5 separate regions of the Mus musculus genome follow, and all the other regions are linked to region 1. Evidence: chromatin contacts called from public ChIA-PET and promoter capture Hi-C data. All regions are on one chromosome and are shown on one strand. Each heading gives the region's core, a stretch centred on a gene start, on an enhancer-like site or on the middle of the called end of the contact. The rest is flanking DNA. Distances are from core to core; before and after follow the strand shown.

Region 1 (3,522 bases), core at 939-3,438:
GGGTTACCCTATAGAAAAATGATCTGTCATAAACCAAACAGTGAAGGGGAAGAAGGGAAGAATTCCAATTGACACAATTTAAATGAAACATGACTTTTCAAACAAATGAAGTTTCTTTTGGATTGCAGAAACTAAGCAATATTTATATGTATAATTCAACTATTATTTGGTTTAAATGGGCTTGTTGGGAAATGTTATCATTTTTACTATTTTCTACAGAGAAAATATTTTCCACTTTATCAAATAAATCTGGACTTTGAAATTACAGCCTGTTTTTATGTTCCAGCTGTCTATGTATGTTTTCCTGAAACTGTACATAAAATGTTTTTACATTAAAATGAATTGCTGTATAAAGTACTGCATTATGCCATAATAAAGATACCGATGCTTTATATTTAGTTCTTGGTGGCTTTTATTTTATAGCAGTGACTGCTAGGTCTGTAAATCTAGTAGCTTGGCTTGCCTTTTGTGTATACTGCATTAAAGCAGATCAGGTTATAACGGGGAGTTAGCCTTGGCTAAATTGTCATAAAAATGAACGCAATCCTATGTTAACATACCTTCACTGTCTTCAGACACACCAGAAGAGGGCATCGGATCCCCCATTACAGATGGTTGTGAGCCACCGTGTGGTTGCTGGGGTTTGAACTCAGGACCTCTTGGAAGAGCAGTCACTGCCATCCCCCCAGCCCTTCAGTGGGCCATTTTCTACAGGTTCATTTCTTGAATCATCCATTCAAGTTTTGTGAATTGCTCTCTTCCCCTAACATCCTATGTTTACCTTTCAATATGTATGTACATACATTTTAAGACTTAAAATAATTTTACATTTAATAAATGTTTTCAAGACAGATCTCACTGTGTATCTCTGGCTGTCTTGGAACTATGTAGACTTGTAGCACAACCAATTCTGAGCTTATCCCTGACCAGCTTACAAATAAGTGAGACTCACACTATGGTTATTTTATTTGGCTTTGACAATTACTGGGGGATAATCTCTAATCTATTTTTCCAACTGCTGACCTGGCTTCTTTCCCAGCAGTGTTCCCCCAAGTAATTGCTGTTTCTCCTGCCGTGTGCTCATGGTCCATCTCTCCTGGCTCTTGTTCTACTCTCTCCAATGCTCAACAAGGAAACCCACCTACCTCTGATCCCTGCAGTTATTAGCTGTAGCCTTTGTTGTTTGTTTTTGTTATTTCGAGACAGGATTTCTGTGTAGCCCTGGCTGTCCTGAACTTTGTAGACCAGGCTAGCCTTGTACTCAGAAATCCGCCTGCTTCTGCCTCCCCAGTGCTGGGATTAAAAGCGTGTGCCACCACGCCCGGCAGCTGTAGCCATTTTTTTTTTTTTTTTTTTTTTTTGGTTTTTCGAGACAGGGTTTCTCTGTATAGCCCTGGCTGTCCTGGAGCTCACTTTGTAGACCAGGCTGGCCTCGAACTCAGAAATCCGCCTGCCTCTGCCTCCCGAGTGCTGGGATTAAAGGCGTGCGCCACCACGCCCGGCTAGCTGTAGCCATTTTTATTTAACCAAATTAAGTTTTAAATTAAGGAATAAAGTTTGTACAACAAAAGCTGGTAAGCATGAGAATTTAATCATAGGCTACAGAATTTAGCATTACAATACATATCAACACTGGCCCCTGTGTCAGCCTGCAGATAATTGGCACCATGCCTAGCTCAGAGCCTTTATAGAATTTTCAGGGACTGGGCGGTGGTGGTGTGAGGTGGCTCTAGTAAGTAAAGGCTGCGGAGGCTGAGCCTGAGGATCTGAATTTGATCCCTGAGACCTGGGTACCTGGGTTGTAGTTTCCTACAACTATAATTTTTAACTGTGATAGCGTAATACATTAGTGGTGAAAGATTCTTGCCTATGAACTTGAGCAGTTATCGAAAGATGTTAGTGTTAAATTTCATTTAAGCTAGGGATTGACTTTACGATAGGCTAGTACCTTACCCCTAAGAATCATTCTGATTCTGAACATTTTTGTATAAACTACATTTTGGGATGAAGCAGGAGAAGCCATACTGCTCAAGGGTAGCAGCGGAAGGCTCTGTATTCCCTGACAGCTTCGTTTCCTTGACGACGGCTGTTGTGGCGACCAGAACATCCTCCCATTGGCTGCTGCCGAGCGTCTAGCGCTCCCCTCTACCGACTTCATTGGTCGGCGCTCCACAGTCACGACACGTCGTAAATGAAGTGTCGCAACGCGGAGGCCTCCAGTGGCTGCTGGTCCACGGACGGGGAGGCGGCCGTCAGCTCAGGCCGCGATGGCGAACGCTCCGGGGCCAGAGATCCGCGAGAAGTTCCAGGCAGCGCTGGCCCTGTCGCGGGTGGAGCTGCACAAGAACCCGGAGAAGGAGCCGTACAAGTCCAAGTACGGCGCGCGCGCGCTGTTGGAGGAGGTGCGCGCGCTGCTGGGCCCGGCGCCCGAGGACGAGGACGAGCCGGCTGCTGACGATGGGCCGGGCGACCAGGCCTTGGGCGCGGGTGAGCCCCGGGAGGCTGAGGGCCCCGGAGCGCAGCGGGCGCTGCGCCTCGCGGTGGTCGAGTTCCACCTTGGTGTGAACCACATCGACACGGAGGAACTGTCTGCCGGCGAGGAGCATCTGGTCAGGTGCCTGTCGTTGCTGCGCCCCTACCGCCTGTCGCTCGGCTGTGTGTCTCTCTACATCCAGGCGCAGGTGAGATGCTGAGGCGGGAGTTCTGCATCCAAAACGCTCCTCCTGGCTGCGCACGTCTCTCAGTTGGTTCAGTCCCCAGCATTGCACAACACCCGGCCTGAAATTCCAGTACTAGGGAGGCTGCGGCAGGAGGATTGCTTTGGGTTCTTGGCTAGCCTGGGTTTCATAGCGAAGTTTAGTCCCTTTTAATTTGTCATAACACCTACCCTCCATCTGCCTACCAACTCCCTCTGAGTTCTCGCCGCCTACTCCAGCCTCACTTGCTACTTTCCGTAATCCTGGGCAGAAAACCTAAGCGTCCGAATCAGCGCCTCCCAACCCAATGACAAGCTTAGTTTCATTCTGTGAAGAAATAATCCAACGGGATTCGAATGGAATGAACAGGACAAGGGATCGCAAGAATGATCCAATCTTAAATGTTGTTGTTGTTAATGGCCAAAATCTTAAAACTTTATTCTTTACCACATTCATCTTGTTTGCTCAGCAAGGAATTCGTACCTTTTCCTTAAACTGTCTCGACAACCTTTTAATAACTTTTTATTTTTTGTTTGTGTTTAGACATCCATTTGTGTCTGCAATGCTTAACTTCGACTGTCTTCACCTCCTGAGTGCTAGGACCCCCTCCCCCTTTTCCTTTCAGAGTCTTGTAGCCCAGGCTGCCTTTAACCCATGATCCCCCCACCTCAGCCTCCCTGCTGAGGTTATCGGAACTCTTGTTTGGACTAACTCTATCTGGTCCAAACTGATCTCACCTTCCATCCTTTACATTTTTATAAGCAGCAAGTGCGACTTTCTGCTCTGGAGAACATAACATTTCAAAATTCAAATAGTGGGTAGAGTT
Region 2 (3,518 bases), core at 507-3,006, 760 kb before region 1:
GTCCTGTTGTAAAAGGTGTGTGCTGCCACGTGTGGCTAGTGTTTTGTTTTTGAGATAGGGTGGGATCAAATTTATTACCTAGTGCAAATGGATTTAATTTTCTGATCCTGCTGCCTCTAACTCTAAAATCTGGGGAAACCCCACTGTAATTGAACCATGTGCAATTGAGCCCTAATGATCCAAATGGATACAGGTGCTCAGAATTTCATGGTAACTAGAAAGTGAAGGGGCTTAGAGTTGTGAAGGAACTAAGGATTATTTAAAAAATTATTTAAATATGTATTTTTATGCTGGGCTTGCTGGTGTACATCTTTAATCCCAGCAGTTCAAGAAGCAGAGGCAGGTGGCCTCTGAGTTCAAGGACAGCCTGATCTACAGAGTTCCTGGACAGCCAGGGCTACACAGAGAAACCCTAACTCATAAAACAACAACAAAGAGGATTTTTATGTGTTTGGGTCTTTTGGCTCCATACATGTCTGTGTTTACCAAAAGCAGGTGTCAGATCTGAAGGTATGAGCTGTCATGTGGATGATGGGAGTCAAACCTAGGGCCTCTGCAGGAGCAACAAGTGCTGTTAACTACAGAGCCATTTCTACAATTCTAGAAGTAAGATTATTTTTTCGAGACAGGGTTTCTTTGTGTAGCCTTGGCTGTCCTAGTGAACCTCCTCCTGTCTCCTCCAGCTTGCTGGGATTAAAGGCCTGTGCCACCATCAACTGCCTAGGATTTTAAAACTAATGTCATTTACTTTAAACCTGACTAGCTGATTTCTCATGGTCTATCGTTTTAAATTTCGTTTTTGAGACGAGGTCTTATGTATTCCAGGCCTTTTTTGAACTTCCTAAGTAGTTGGAGATTACCTTCAACTTACCCTCCTTCCTCCCTCTCTCTAGGGCTTCGGGGTTGTCTGGCAAGCGTGACTTTACAACTGAGCTACAGTCTCTTTCGGTCCTGGCCCTGTCATTTTAGAGATGATTAAAAACTGGGCTTAGAAAAGGTTCAGTCAATCGCCCAAGTCACAAGAGCCCAGGCCCAATCTGACTCTTAACACAGAAGTTTGTGGAGAACCAACCACTCTCCCTTCTGTCCTCTCTCTTGCTGCCCCAAGAGATGAATTTTACCAAAGACTAAAGCGAGGTACAGAGGACCTGGTGGGTCCAGAGAGCAGATAGGGCGGGTCCTCAATCGCCAGATCTTTCCAGGAGGGCAACAGGCCCCGAGGGCTGGCTTGGGCATTCCATTGCACTTGAGAAGGGAGATTGGGAGAGAGCGCAAACTTCCTGAGGAGAGACCACAGGGGTAACCTGAGGAAGAGCTGTCACAGAGCAAGGGCAAGGCAGGTGGAGGAGTTCTCCTCAGGAAGGCCGGCGTCGGCCAGGTTGGGCTCTCCAGAGCCCCTGAGGTAAAAGCCGACTTGAGGCGAAGAGGCGCAGGCAGGCAAGGTGCACGCGTGAGGCCCAGGTGGGAAGTGGCGGCGCCATCGCAAACTTGAACCACCGCGGCGATCCCGGACGAGCAAGCGAGCGAGCGAGCGAGCGAGCGAACGGGTCGGGCGGGCGGGAGGCGCCAGAGGCCGCTGAGGGGAGCCGAGCCGCCCTGGGTGGGGCCGGGAAGGGCCCAGGCCGCGGGCGGCGCCCGGCCACGTGACCCGGCGTGTTGTGGTCCGGCCCGCGTGGGTGGCGGGAGAGGCGCGGGGGCGGGGAGGGGCGGGTCACGTGACGGGGTTTAAATCTCCCGCAGCCGAGCCGCGGGGGCGCCAGTGCCGCGCGTCGAGCGGAGCAGAGGAGGCGAGGGCGGAGGGCCAGAGAGGCAGTTGGAAGATGGCGGACGAGGTGGCGCTCGCCCTTCAGGCCGCCGGCTCCCCTTCCGCGGCGGCCGCCATGGAGGCCGCGTCGCAGCCGGCGGACGAGCCGCTCCGCAAGAGGCCCCGCCGAGACGGGCCTGGCCTCGGGCGCAGCCCGGGCGAGCCGAGCGCAGCAGTGGCGCCGGCGGCCGCGGGGTGTGAGGCGGCGAGCGCCGCGGCCCCGGCGGCGCTGTGGCGGGAGGCGGCAGGGGCGGCGGCGAGCGCGGAGCGGGAGGCCCCGGCGACGGCCGTGGCCGGGGACGGAGACAATGGGTCCGGCCTGCGGCGGGAGCCGAGGGCGGCTGACGACTTCGACGACGACGAGGGCGAGGAGGAGGACGAGGCGGCGGCGGCAGCGGCGGCGGCAGCGATCGGCTACCGAGGTGAGTCCGCGCGCGCTGCCGCGCAGCCGCGTCCCTCCGCGTCCCCGCCTGTGACCCGGTCCCAGGTTGCCCAGGGCCCCGAGAGCTCCGCGGGCTCCGCGGCGGCGGCGGCGGCAGCGGCGCAGCTCGGCCCTGGCTCGGCCGCGCGCCGCCGAGCTCGCCGGCCCTGCTGCGGAGCCGCGCGCGGACTCGCCGCTCGCCTGGGCCGCCTTGCGCTGCTGCGCGCAGTCGCCGGGACCGCGGTTCTCGCAGTTTGGCGTTAGAGTGAAGTTTTCCCTCCCTCGGTTTGGTTTCCCTCCCGATGCGCCTTTAGTGAAGTTATAGTTTTCCTCACTGCACACTTTGCTTTGCGACTTTGGGGCTGTCCCGTGGATCGACATGCGATTTCGTTTTGCAAACTGACACCTGTGTTGCTTTTTTTTTTTTTTTTCTTTTTTGGATAGACCTATGTCTTTTTTTGAAGTTAGAAATTTTAATACACCAAAGCTATTTCTTGAGACACAGTCTAAAAAATGTAAGGAAATGGCTATTCCTAAAAATGTTGCTTTTCTGCGATTGCATTTATCACTTCGATATAGAGGAGTTATAGTTGTACTGTACTTTCGTAAGTTTTCTTTTCCTTTCAAAATCATGCTCGCAACATTTTTAGATTAACAAACCTGAAACAAACCTGCTTGGTTTTGCCCTATTGACGCCAAACGTTTGGGTTACTTTTTTGTTTTGTTTTTGTAATAATGCCACTTATCGTCTTCCTGAAAAGCTTTGTACAGAATTTATCAGAGTCTGTCAGTGCCCTTGTAGATGTTTGTGGCTCGTATAATGGTGCCATGAATTAAAAAACAACAAAACGTGTTAGGGACTGAAATAGGAAATGACCCTTGATGTCAGGTATTAAAGGGGAAACAAGTCGCATAAAGTATGCTTCGTGTTCTTTAAATCATACATTTACTAACACCCAGTGGCTGAAGCAGGTAGATTGCTACTTGAAAGGGCTACGGAAAGAGACTTTCTCTGGTTGGGGCAGTGAGAACACAGCCAGGGATTGATTTTTATCTCAGTGATATTTAGAAGTAATTTCTATTTGATGCATTTCATGAAGTTGTATTTCTTTGTCCTGGGCATGGAACCCTGAGCTGCTTTTGTAGGGCTACACAGATTTTATTTGTGTGTGTGTGTGTGTGTCTTCATTTTGGATTTTTTGAGGTAGGGTCCCTGTTTAGCCCAGGCTGGTCCGGAACTCACTATTTTATATATGTCAGGCTGGTTTCCAATGTCTGTGCCTTCCAGGTGCT
Region 3 (3,436 bases), core at 285-2,784, 520 kb before region 1:
AGTAGAATATGTGTAAGTTCAAAACACACTCACATTAGTATTTTACAAAATCTATATTTTAATGTGTACAGTTAAAAAAATACAGAGCGCTCATACCCAAGTACTCTACCAGCTCCCCAACCCTCGACCCCAGGGGGGAAAAAAAAGTCTTACTCTATCTGATGCATGCACACACAATATACGGAGCATAAATGCATTTACACCACAAGGTAGCTGCTCAGAACATAAACAAGTCACATAATACAACTTCGCCCAATAGGGACAAACTTGCACAGTTTAAGAAGGTAACTAACTGTCTGATGGTTTAGTACCAGTCTTATTCAATCTTTTTTTTTTTTTTGACATGGGGTCTTAAATATTTAAATATATATGTTTCTCCACCTCCTGAATGACGCTAGGATTACAGGCCGTGCATCACCGTGCTCTGCCTAAGCGGCAGCTGGGGCTCAACCCCACTTTTATACATGCAAGACAAGTCCTCTACAAACTCGGCTAGACCCCAGCCCCGTTGTCTTAGGCTAAAAGGAACAGAGCATTATTTTCACAGCAGTCCAAAGTCATTCGCGATGTCCACTCATGAAACCTACAAAACACAAGAGAAGTGGAGATAGGGAGGCAATGAACTCATTTCATCTACCTGTTTGAAACGGGAAGGAAATTAAGCAGAAAAGGTGATTGAGTTTTCTCCCCTAAGACCCAAATGGCCCCGAGGCTTAGCTGGCCATGGGGAAGGGCTCCGGCTGGAAGCCGAAGAGCCTCTGCCCATAGGGCTCAGGGTCTACCTGGAGCCTAGCACCCGGGAAAGGGAGGTAGGGGTGATCGCGGCCCCGCTGCTCGCAGCGCAGCCCGACCCAGTCCCGCTCGGCTTCGGCTAGGATGCGGGTGAGCGCGATGATGTAGCTGAGCGCCATCTGCAGTGTCTCGTACTTGGACAGCTTCTTGTCCTGGCCCCACTGCGGCACCACCCTGCGCAGCCGGTCGAACGCCGTGTTCAGCCCCTGCATGCGGCGCCGCTCGCGCGCGTTGGCCGCCAGACGCCTGCGCGCCGCGCTCTCCAGCCGCCCGGGCCCCGCGCACGAGACCGCGCGCTCGGCTGCGCCCGCGCACGGGGGCGCGCCGCGAGCTCCCGCCGGAGGGCCGTGGGGTTTGCAGGCCGACTTCATCCACGCTGCCGCTCTGCAGGACTCCCAAGAGTGAATAAGACACAGACGGAGCGACTCACGTGCAGTCAGTCAGTGGCCAGAGGACACTGTGTGGGACCCTAGCTTGGGTCCTGCTGGGAAGTCCCTTCCCTTGCCCAGATGCAGTGGAAGTGATGCTCAGGAAAAAGTCATTCCTCCCCACTCCACCCCAAACACGTAAAGTTGAACGAGGAGGAAACTTTCTTGCAGTTTGCTGCGGATCGTTCTTGGGGGTCGGGGATAGAAAGCCTTTCCAGTTCTCTGGGAAAGCCTGAGACTGCTTTTCGGGGTGACGAAATCTTCCCAGAAGCTCTGCTAGGTCAGGAGCGTTTGGACAGCTTGCAGTAGATGTCGGACAGAGCGATGAGGGAGGAGAATTTATAGCCCAGGGCTCAAGGAGGGAACAGGTGGTGGCAGGTGGGCGGGCGTCCCTCCGCTCCCATCTCAGCACCTTCCTACCCTGGGAACGGCAGGGGGGAGGGGGCGACGCACAGCAAAATCCTGACATCATTGCCTTCGTCTGTTGAAGTGTCTCCAAAGCTATGTCCAACGCTAACTAACACACCATCTGGAGTGGCCTGGTCTGACTGTCCCCAATAGAATAAGAAGGTGGGGGTGAAGGGAGAGCCTGGTCCATCTTTTCCCAAACCAGCAGGAAGCTTACATATCAAAAAACAAAGGCCGGGTTTTTAAATGATTAAGTAGAAAAATCATTTTGCGGGAAGATGTTGCTTCTAACATTGCTAGGGCGTATCCGAAGGTTATCAAGATTTTGCTTTGTTAAGAAGCGGCGATAAAGTATTAACATTTTCATTTAATTTACTAAATAAATTCATACAAATTAGGAAATCCAAATACTGTTGCAGGCCTGGAATGTGACTCTGTGAATAATTTCTGTGAAACAACTTAAGATGAATCCAAAGATACAAATGTGTCAGTGTTCACCTCGATACTATGTTCTGTGGGTTCCAAGGCCTTGACAGGTTTATTCAGCAGCTCTATTTCATTTTCTTGTTCATTAATATTGAGCCACAAACTGAAATGATAACTAATCGCTTCATTGTTTACCATTTAAACTTAACAAGACATCTTCATGCACGTGTGTATGCAAAAACGGAAACATCTAAATAATTTGGGGAGTTTAAAAAAATCTTAATGCATTTTCTTTTTGCCTGTCTCTTATACCACTAAAAATATTTCATGCAATTCAGTGTTGTTCTATGTCCTCTGTCCTCAAGAACAGTAACAAAACATGATTTCCACCACTGATAATTATTAGATTTACACAGAGAAATCTTTAATTATCCCCTCTCGTCTCAGCTTGTTTCTTGTTTTTCAGGGGAGTGTAAAGGCAAAGAAACAGGCTCTAATATTTTCAGTTCTATATTTCAGGAAGGGCCAAGGAAGCTCTCTCTCCTTTCGAACCATGGATGTAACCTCAGATTTTTTTGTTTAGTTAAATCGTCTACATACAAATCAAGAGGCCTTTTAACTTGGACTTGTTTACCCCGCTGGTACCTCAGACTACAGCCCCAACACCACCACCCTGACTTCAAGCCCCGTCTTCCCATAAATAGTTTATTAGTCCCCAGCTAAAGCACTGACGGGGAAATGAAGTTGAATAACTTGAAGACAATGGGAAGCAATTGAACATTAATAATCTTCAGAGCGACAGATGTTGGACACAGACTTTTTGCACAGAGCCACTCAGCTCCATCACTCCTCGGTCCTAACAGTCACGTTGGGAGCAGCAGTTCTGCGCTGGGAACAACTGTGTTCTTTAGTCATCAGGATGTCAAACGTTCGCTTTTTAAGGTTTTCGCAGAAGTCTGCTTTCTTTGGGCTATTGTTCTTCGTATTAATTTAGCTCACCCTCCTCCCCTGAAGAGTCCCCTCTAGGAGACACCGCGGATTATCTCCCTGCACAACAGCCCATGTATTCCTGCCCATTAGTGTCCAGAGTATTAATAAGACATATGGTTTTGCAAATTGTGTATCCGGGATAGGTTAAGATTTCTTGGTCCACCTAACCAGAGAATCAAAAGCATTATCATAAAGGGGAAGAAGAAACACTGGAACACAAGCTACATGTGACATGAAATTGATCCAAAGTTAGAGGACCTTAACTAAAAGGGTGTCAGGGGGCGGCGGCGGGGGGGGGGGCGGGGGAGCATCTAGTAACGCACTTCCCACAGGCTTCTTGGAAGACATTGAGAGCACTGCTATCCCACACCTGGACAGTCCTGTGACACTCA
Region 4 (3,802 bases), core at 855-3,354, 810 kb before region 1:
AACTTTACTCACAGTCAAATAAACCAAAACCTGCAGAGGGTGAAGGGAGGTTCAAAGACACAAACACCATGCTCTCCTGAATCTTAATTAAGTAGGTACACATTTCTAAAAGTGAATTCAAGTACACATATAATATATATTTGCAGGCATATGTAATGTGAATGAAATATACATTATATATGAAATACATAATTATATTTGTGTGTGGCATATATAATGTATATATGTGTGCATATATAATATATGAAATATATAGTGTACATATATGTTAAACATATAATGTACATATATACATGTACATATACACATATTTTTCCATATATGTGTGGAAAAACATATATGTGTGTATATATACATATATATGTATATATATGAAAAACCTCTATCTCTAGTCTTTGACCCAGAATTCTAATACTAAAAACTTGTCTACGGAGAAAATCTGAAATGAGACAAGAATTTAGCTCCACAGTGTGTGGCTTATCTAGAGAAACAGACTACCATAGCCTCAATGAAGCCAAAGCAAGGCTTAATTCAGAGTAAGAACTAAGGAACTGTCATGCAAAAGGGACTGCAGTAAGCATAGTTTTGGGGGGTTGGTTTTGTTTGTTTTATTTGGGGGATCGGCCCTTAGAATTACAGTACACAGGTCATCCATCTTGGTGTCTTAAGTGACTCTTGAACCAAAGATCTGGTCCAACCCAACATACAAAGGTTCAACGAATAAAACATAATTTTTAAATAAAAATGTATGTGTAGTAGGATATTTCTTTAAACTAATTATAACTATCGATGTTTAAAAAAAAATTGGCTTTGTGGCTAAGCATGGTGGCACATGCCTTTAATCCCATCACCTATGAGGCAGAGGCAAGTTATGTCTGTGAACCATGGCCAACTTGATCTACATGCTGAGATGGTGAGTTCCAAGCCAACTCTGTCTCAAAAACAAAAACAAAACAAAACAAACAAAAAAGTAATGCAGGCTATATGACAGAGTAAGTATCCCTACTCAGCCAAATAGAACCCAAATGCACATACATATATACATACAGGCATGCATGCATGCACATAAAACAAAAATAATAAGTCTTTAAAAGAATAACACATTTGGCTGGGCGTGGTGGCTCACGCCTTTAATCCCAGCACTCGGGAGGCAGAGGCAGGCGGATTCCTGAGTTCGAGGCCAGCCTGGTCTATAAAGTGAGTTCCAGAACAGCCAGGGCTATACAGACAAACCCTGTCTCGAAAAAAAAAAGAATAACACATTTGTCTCAAGTATATGATGTCTAAGGGAAGCATTACTTTCTTTAAAAGAAAAATCTCCCACCAGATATGACATCTAACTTGATTTGATTTGAAATTATAATGGTATTTAATACCATTTGAGGTTATAATGGTACTATAAAATCCATGAGACTTTCTCTGAACGAGGAGACTACAGACAGGGGGCCCCGCCTCCTGAGCTCTAAATCGCAGCCTTTACTTAGGCAGTGGCTCTCAACCTTCCTAATGCTGCGACTCTTTAGTACAGTTCCTCACGTTGCGGTAACCCCCAACCATAAAATTATTTCGTTGCTACTTCATAACTGTAATTTTGCTGCGTTTATGAATTGTAATTAAAAATATTTGATGTGCAGGATATCTGATATGCGACCCCAAGTCCGTAGCAACCCACAGGTTGAGAACCGCTGCTCTAAATAAATAAAAACTGTATGTGGTCCCTCTCCCAGCTAATACTTTGAAGTTCGGAGTCCTTTCCTCAAATTAACCAGCAAGCATTTTAATCCTTCACTTTCTCCGAGCCGAAACTCCTTCCAAATGGTACGAGGTTGGAGTTCCAGGAGACGTGGCTGATCTCAAAGGCGACCTGGTGAGAACCTGCAACCCTGCTTACCGAGGAGAGCTCATCGCATCCCAGCAAGGCGTAGTAGTCCTCGCTGCCCTCCGGCCTGTAGTTCAGTATCGCGTCCATTTACAGCGGATGAGTCAGTCCTCTCCGACGCCACCGACACTGTGAGCTCCGGGGCGACAGCAAAGCTCTTTACATTTCAGCAGGACTTTCCAAACCAGCGAGCACCCAGACGTCAAGCCAGCCCTTTGCAAACACAGCTTCTCATTGGCTGTTTGCCCAGGATCGAGCCTGCCATGCGGGGCTGCTGGGATCTGTAGTTTGGGGTTTGTTGTTGCTGTTGGGTTTTTTGTTGCTGTTGTGTTTTGTTGTTGTTGTTGTTGTTGTTGTTGTTGTTGTTGCTGCTGCTGCTGCTGCTGCTGCTGCTGCTGCTGCTGCTGCTGCTGCTGCTGCTGCTGGTGATGCTATTGTTTGTCGTTGATGTTGTTTTGGTTTGGTTTGGTTTGCTCTTTACTTTTTGCTTTCATTGAAAAAATTTGTTTCATACAATATATATTCTGATTATGGTTCCCCGGTCCCAACTCCTCCCAGATCCTCCCCTCTCCTTCACTCACCCAACATCTCGCCTTTTTTTTTCCCCCTTCTCTCGTTAGAAAACAAATTTTAAAAACTAAAATAAAAGAATTTAGAGAAAAATAATGGAAGAAACACATGCAAACAAAATCTATAAAATTAAAAACACGGGCTGGAGACATGGCTCAGCGGTTAAGAGCACTGACTACTCTTCCAAAGGTCCTGAGTTCAATTCCCAGCAACCACATGGTGGCTCACAACCATCTGTAATGGGATCTGATGCCCTCCCTCTTCTGATGTGTCTGAAGACAGCTACAGTGTACTCACATATATAAAATGAATGAATTAATCTTTAAAAAAAATTAAAAACACAAACTGGGAAACCATAACATACCAGCAGAAGGCCAGTAATTTTTTTTTATGCAATATAAAACAAAAAGGCTTTAAAAAATACCATTGTCAGCAACCACATGGTGGCTCATAACCATCCATAATGAGATCTGATGCCCTCTTCTGGTGTGTCTGAATACAGCTACAGTGTACTTACATATAATAAATAAATAAATCTTTTTTAAAAAATACCATTGAGTTTGTTCTGTGTTACCCGTTTCCTGCTGGGCACGGAGCCCACCCTTAAGTGTGCCTAATATACCCAGTGAGACCCCGCTACAGAGAACTACTTTTTCCTTGATGATATCAACTGAAGATGGCTTGTTGGTTAGGGATGGGAGGCCATCTCTACTTCCCCTCTCAGTGCTGGGACCTCATCTGGCTTGAACACGGACAGGCCTGTGTGTGCTCTCACAGTCTCTGTGAGGTCCTATGTGCCTCGGTGGAGTTTGAGTATTGACATGGTGATTTTTTTTTTTCCTATTAGCTAATCGGAAGTCAGTTTTGACAATTTAGTGTAAAACTGTTACTAATTTATTGTACCTCTGTTACTTGGATAGTTTTTTTTTTAACCTATTTTTTTAAGAGACAGAAGAAAATGTGAAGCAAGTTTTTAAGATTTGGTCAATTAGAAAGATACTTTTCCAAGTGTCTAAAATAGCATGTAATTTGGGGCGGTTGTAGATGTAGCCCGGTGGCCAGCATTTTTGACTGCCACCAGCCAGGCCCTAGGGAAAGGAGAAAGGGAAGGGGAGGGGAAGAGGGGAAGGGAGGAGAAGGGAAGGGAGAGAGGGGAGAGAAGGGGAGGAGAGAGGGGAGGGGGACGGGGAGGGAGAACAGGGGAAGTGGGAAGGGACAAGGAGAGGAGACTGAGAAGAGATCATTAATTCTGTTTTTGGTTTTGGTTTCTTCGAGACGGGGTGTAGCCCTGGCTACTCTCTGTAGAACTCACTCTGTAGACCAGGCTGGCCTCGAACTCAGAAACCCTCCTGC
Region 5 (3,802 bases), core at 843-3,342, 670 kb before region 1:
TACTTTGCTTTTAAATCTTGAAAAAGCCTGTAAGTTTAGGATTTACAGAGGTCATACAAAACACCATTTCAAGAGTGAAATAAATGATCAATTATTAGAAATAGAGAAATGTCCCGTACCTGGTTTCTTTCTGGACTTTTCATGACCTAGCTGTCCTAGATCATTACATCCACATGTGTACACAGTCCCATCATCCAGGACAAACACAGTGTGCCTGAGTCCACAGCCTACATCTCGGACCTTTTTGTTCACGAAAAAGTCACTTCTCCTGGGCTCTAGTACAATTTCTTCATCAATTCCTCCCAAACCTAGTTGTCCATAGGATGCATTGCCCCAGCACAACATGCTTGGAATGACCTTGGTCTTCCAGTTTCAATACAAAAGTCCCTTCTGAAACACTGGAAACTGGGAGGTACCCTATGTCTGAGGAGAAAAACAAAAGTTAGTAAGACCTCAAAGCAAGCTGCTCTCTCATCGAGTGTTAAGCTAAAATGAGGACTGCACTTGTTTAATACTTATAATATGCTTGGGGTGACAGTCAGTTCTCTCAGTTTTAAAGGGCCATATACAAATGTTTAGGAAATGACATCACCTTCTACTATTCTTTGCAAAACTTAAAACAGTAACTGGCTTTAACTCTGCTATATAAGTACTCTAATGAAATTAGGTTTTCGTGTTTACATACATTTAATGAGAACAGTAAATAAGGCATGTGTCCAATGCCCAAACAAGCAAGTATCCAGCCAACTGCAGAAACATAATCTTCCAGTCCCCCACAGAACAATCTGATACCTACCTCCACATCAACAGAAAATGGAAGTTCTTATCTGTAACATAAATAAAAACAATAATGGAACTTTAGAAAAAAAATAACAATTTAAAGTAGACTATTCTCATTATTTGTACTAATAAGCTATGTACAAAATTAGAAATTATCAAGTCGTAATTTCAAACAATCGACTCCATTTTATAAGTCAAAATGCTAAGGTCGAGAACTCACTCTACTAATTTAATTTTAAAACCAAATCAATGTGATTATAATACATACCTCTAGGAAAATTACTTAAAGATGAAAAACAATCACAGGACTGCTGAGTTTTTTTTCCAAACAAGACCAGGTTGGAGGCAGGGTTAACTTTTGATAGGAAAATCTATATAACTTCTGCGCTTGAAAGACATACATTAAGGGGCTGAGAGATGTCTCTTTTAAAGGATCCTGATTCAATTCCCAGCACCCACATGGCTGCTCTCTGTGTGTAACTCCTCCCAGGGAATCAATCCTACGCCCTCTACTGGCTTCCTGCACTACGGGCACGCATGGTGCACAAACAAGTGAGGGAATCCTCCATTAACATTAAAAAAAAAAAAAAAACCCTTTACATTTCTTTAAAAAGCATGGTGCATTAAGAAGCATTAATAGAAGTCAGTCTTATCCTTGCTGTCCAAAATCACCTAAATTCCTTTCGCTGAATCTGAGGTTTCAAAACATAATTTTCTTGCATTTATGTTTATTTAGAAAGTGCCGAAGCTGTCTCACTCCACTCCTATCAGAAAAAGTTTGGGACACCAAAACTCGAAAGTTCCAGAGAGTTCTGCATTGTCTTTCCCTATCTCTCTCTCTGTGTTTTCAAGGCTAGCATCAGACAGGAACATAGCTCCGATTTCAATGCGCTTCGTTTGGGTACCCTTTTTTTTTTCCTCCAAAAAGTCAGAACCAGTATGGGAAAGACGTTCTCTCGCCAGCAACAGGTAGGAGAACGCAAGGCAGTTTGGTTTCCTCTTTCTCTGACCATGCACCTCACGATCAGCTCCCGCGGCCCGGGGCAGAGGAATGGTCTGCACACACCCAGCCTCACGGGCCGGCCAGCCAAACTCCCGCAGCTACCTATGGGCGAGCCGGGGAGAGGGTTCACCCCACCGGGCTCAGCCCCACGGCCTCGGCCCCAGGGAGACCCTTTCCCCGAGGGCGGTGCACCACTCCGGCCCCGGAAAACGTTGAGGACGCTGGCGCCCTTCCCCAAGGCCCCAGCGGAGCTCGCCTCCGTCACACTACCCCGAACCCACGGGGGGCAACGACTCACCGGGTCTCTCAGGGCAGGGAGAGCCCTAAGCGATGGAGGACGGACGCTCCCTGGACCTCTGGGCGGCTCTCCAGCTCCCAAGACCTTCCTCCTTCAGCCGGCCGCGGCGATTACCACGGCTCCTCCGACGTCCCCGACCGCAGCTCCGCTGCCTCTGCTGCCCGGCTCGCCCGTGAAACTTTCCCAGGCTCCTCCGAGAAACGCTGCCGCCAGCACTCTCCGGACCGAGAGACAAGCCGTCAGCGACCCGGATGGAGCGGGAGGGGAAGGGCTGGCGGTGAGCAGGGCGGAGACCACGAGGGGTGGAGAGAGCTGAGGGAGAGGCTGGCGACGAGGGAGAGCCAGGCGACAAGGGAGAGGGGCGGTGGTTTCGCGGGGGAGGGGGGAGGGGAGGGGCTGGCCGGAAGTGAGCCGGGGAGCATGCGCGACCCCGCCCACTTCCCCATTCGTGCGCCTGCGCGGGAGACCTCCCAGGGTTCGTCTGATCCAGGAGCCTGCGCAGTGTTGCGGTTCCCTGCTCTAAGACGCTAATGCAGCCGGCTAGGGCTAGAAGCTGTCAAATGTATTTTCTTTCTTCCTCTTCTTCTTCTTCTTCTTTTTTTTTTTTGTTCTTGTCCGTGTGTTTTTAACAATGCTTCGGCGTTGACAAGTGAAAATTTCATTTTGGTTTGTCTTTCTGCTTGGAGGGTTTTAGCCTTTTCATAATTTTATTCTACCTTTCCTAATTTTGGTTTTGAAGTAGCAGACGAAACCATCACAAATACGGTTAGAAAAGCCGATGATGACTCATTTTAAACCCTTAAACTCATCTGAACCTAATTTGAACATGTAAGATATATTGCTAGCAATGGAGCAATGGCTTAGTCTAATCTTACTGAATGTCAACATCTTTGCTTCAGGTTCCGGAACAGTGTTGGCTCACGTTTTCAGCTAACTTCTTGGAAGATACGAGGTTAAATTACCCAAACTCTTTCACTCAGAGAAAAACAGGGCTTACAGCTACAGTTCCTGCTTCATGAAAACGAAATCCAGATTTCACAGGCCAATTTTAACATCATCTTGATACTAAATCTGTGTGTGTTGTGGTCTCAAAAAAGGACCCAGTGAATGAATGGAGGACAATTTGTTGGAACAAGAAAAAGATTTGCTCGGTAAGCCGCCAAGACCAAGAGCATGGAGTAGCTTGCTGACATTTTAACCTTTTAAACAGAGGTTCCATGCTCTCTTTATCCTTAGGAGGAAACTCCGTAGCTATCAATCTCTGAGTGTGTGTCAATCGTGAAGAAGTGGGGAGGGGCGGGGGGTAGTCCCATGCTAAACAACTGTACTGCTAGCTTAGAGTGAAGGAAGCTCAAGACCTTTCCAGCAGAGGATAGGTGTAAATAAAATGACAGCCTCATTTTAAAAAAAAGAGACCTTGAAACGCAGTTTTGAAACTGTATAGTAGTTAGTTTTACACAGCGTTATGGCTTTACTGGGTGCTTTAGCCAGCTAAGCATGGCACTAAAGCTAAGTTTGGCTGTCTTCAAACTTGTGGACCCTCCCTTCAGAATGGTTAAGATTGCAGGTGTAGGCCATAGCACCTGGCTTATACCAACCATACTAGAGCCTGGTTGTTTGTTTGTTTGTTTTGGGTTTGTTTGTTTGTTTGTTTGTGGTTTTTCGAGACAGGGTTTTTCTGTATAGCTCTGGCTGTCCTGGAACTCATTTTGCAGACCAGG

What was found. Promoter capture Hi-C pulls out the DNA fragments that hold promoters and counts their contacts. ChIA-PET counts read pairs in DNA pulled down with a chosen protein or histone mark.
Region 2: an RNA polymerase II ChIA-PET map of memory CD8 T cells shows a contact between it and region 1, with 62 read pairs. The contact joins the promoter of Sirt1 here to the promoter of Kifbp in region 1. A contact is called at or near these places in 5 of 39 promoter capture datasets (the SN4741 cell line, cranial neural crest, hippocampal neurons and 2 more), 1 of 115 datasets of contacts at active chromatin or transcription factors (memory CD8 T cells) and 4 of 9 other capture datasets (adipose tissue, embryonic stem cells, liver and 1 more).
Region 3: a contact with region 1 is called in a promoter capture Hi-C map of hippocampal neurons, with 2.0 times the contacts expected there. The contact joins the promoter of Atoh7 here to the promoter of Kifbp in region 1. A contact is called at or near these places in 2 of 39 promoter capture datasets (cranial neural crest and hippocampal neurons) and 1 of 9 other capture datasets (liver).
Region 4: an RNA polymerase II ChIA-PET map of memory CD8 T cells shows a contact between it and region 1, with 20 read pairs. The contact joins the promoter of Dnajc12 here to the promoter of Kifbp in region 1. A contact is called at or near these places in 4 of 39 promoter capture datasets (the C10 cell line, hippocampal neurons, liver and 1 more), 3 of 484 Hi-C or Micro-C datasets (myocytes, pro-B cells and regulatory T cells), 2 of 115 datasets of contacts at active chromatin or transcription factors (embryonic forebrain and memory CD8 T cells) and 2 of 9 other capture datasets (adipose tissue and liver).
Region 5: an RNA polymerase II ChIA-PET map of memory CD8 T cells shows a contact between it and region 1, with 66 read pairs. The contact joins the promoter of 1700120B22Rik here to the promoter of Kifbp in region 1. A contact is called at or near these places in 1 of 39 promoter capture datasets (pre-B cells), 1 of 115 datasets of contacts at active chromatin or transcription factors (memory CD8 T cells) and 1 of 9 other capture datasets (liver).

The regions. Positions count from the first base shown.
Region 1 is chr10:62,577,123-62,580,644 of GRCm38.p6, reverse strand. Kifbp (kinesin family binding protein) reads left to right here and starts at 2,188. Exons shown (of 7, transcript NM_028197.2): 1 at 2,188-2,681. The coding sequence starts at 2,268. Ddx21 (DExD box helicase 21) reads left to right here. Exons shown (of 15, transcript NM_019553.2): 15 at 1-398.
Region 2 is chr10:63,337,273-63,340,790 of GRCm38.p6, reverse strand. It overlaps Sirt1 (sirtuin 1), which reads left to right and starts at 1,756. Exons shown (of 9, transcript NM_019812.3): 1 at 1,756-2,226. The coding sequence starts at 1,821. RefSeq lists a promoter at 1,192-1,820.
Region 3 is chr10:63,097,883-63,101,318 of GRCm38.p6, reverse strand. Atoh7 (atonal bHLH transcription factor 7) reads right to left here and starts at 1,534. Exons shown (of 2, transcript NM_001364648.2): 1 at 783-1,534; 2 at 39-583. The coding sequence starts at 1,163. The coding sequence ends at 575.
Region 4 is chr10:63,384,865-63,388,666 of GRCm38.p6, reverse strand. It overlaps Dnajc12 (DnaJ heat shock protein family (Hsp40) member C12), which reads right to left and starts at 2,104. Exons shown (of 5, transcript NM_013888.3): 1 at 1,892-2,104. The coding sequence starts at 1,969.
Region 5 is chr10:63,242,443-63,246,244 of GRCm38.p6, reverse strand. 1700120B22Rik (RIKEN cDNA 1700120B22 gene) reads left to right here and starts at 2,092. Exons shown (of 2, transcript NR_166111.1): 1 at 2,092-2,358; 2 at 2,981-3,802. It overlaps Herc4 (hect domain and RLD 4), which reads right to left and starts at 2,448. Exons shown (of 25, transcript NM_026101.4): 1 at 2,082-2,448; 2 at 797-827; 3 at 120-423. The coding sequence starts at 345.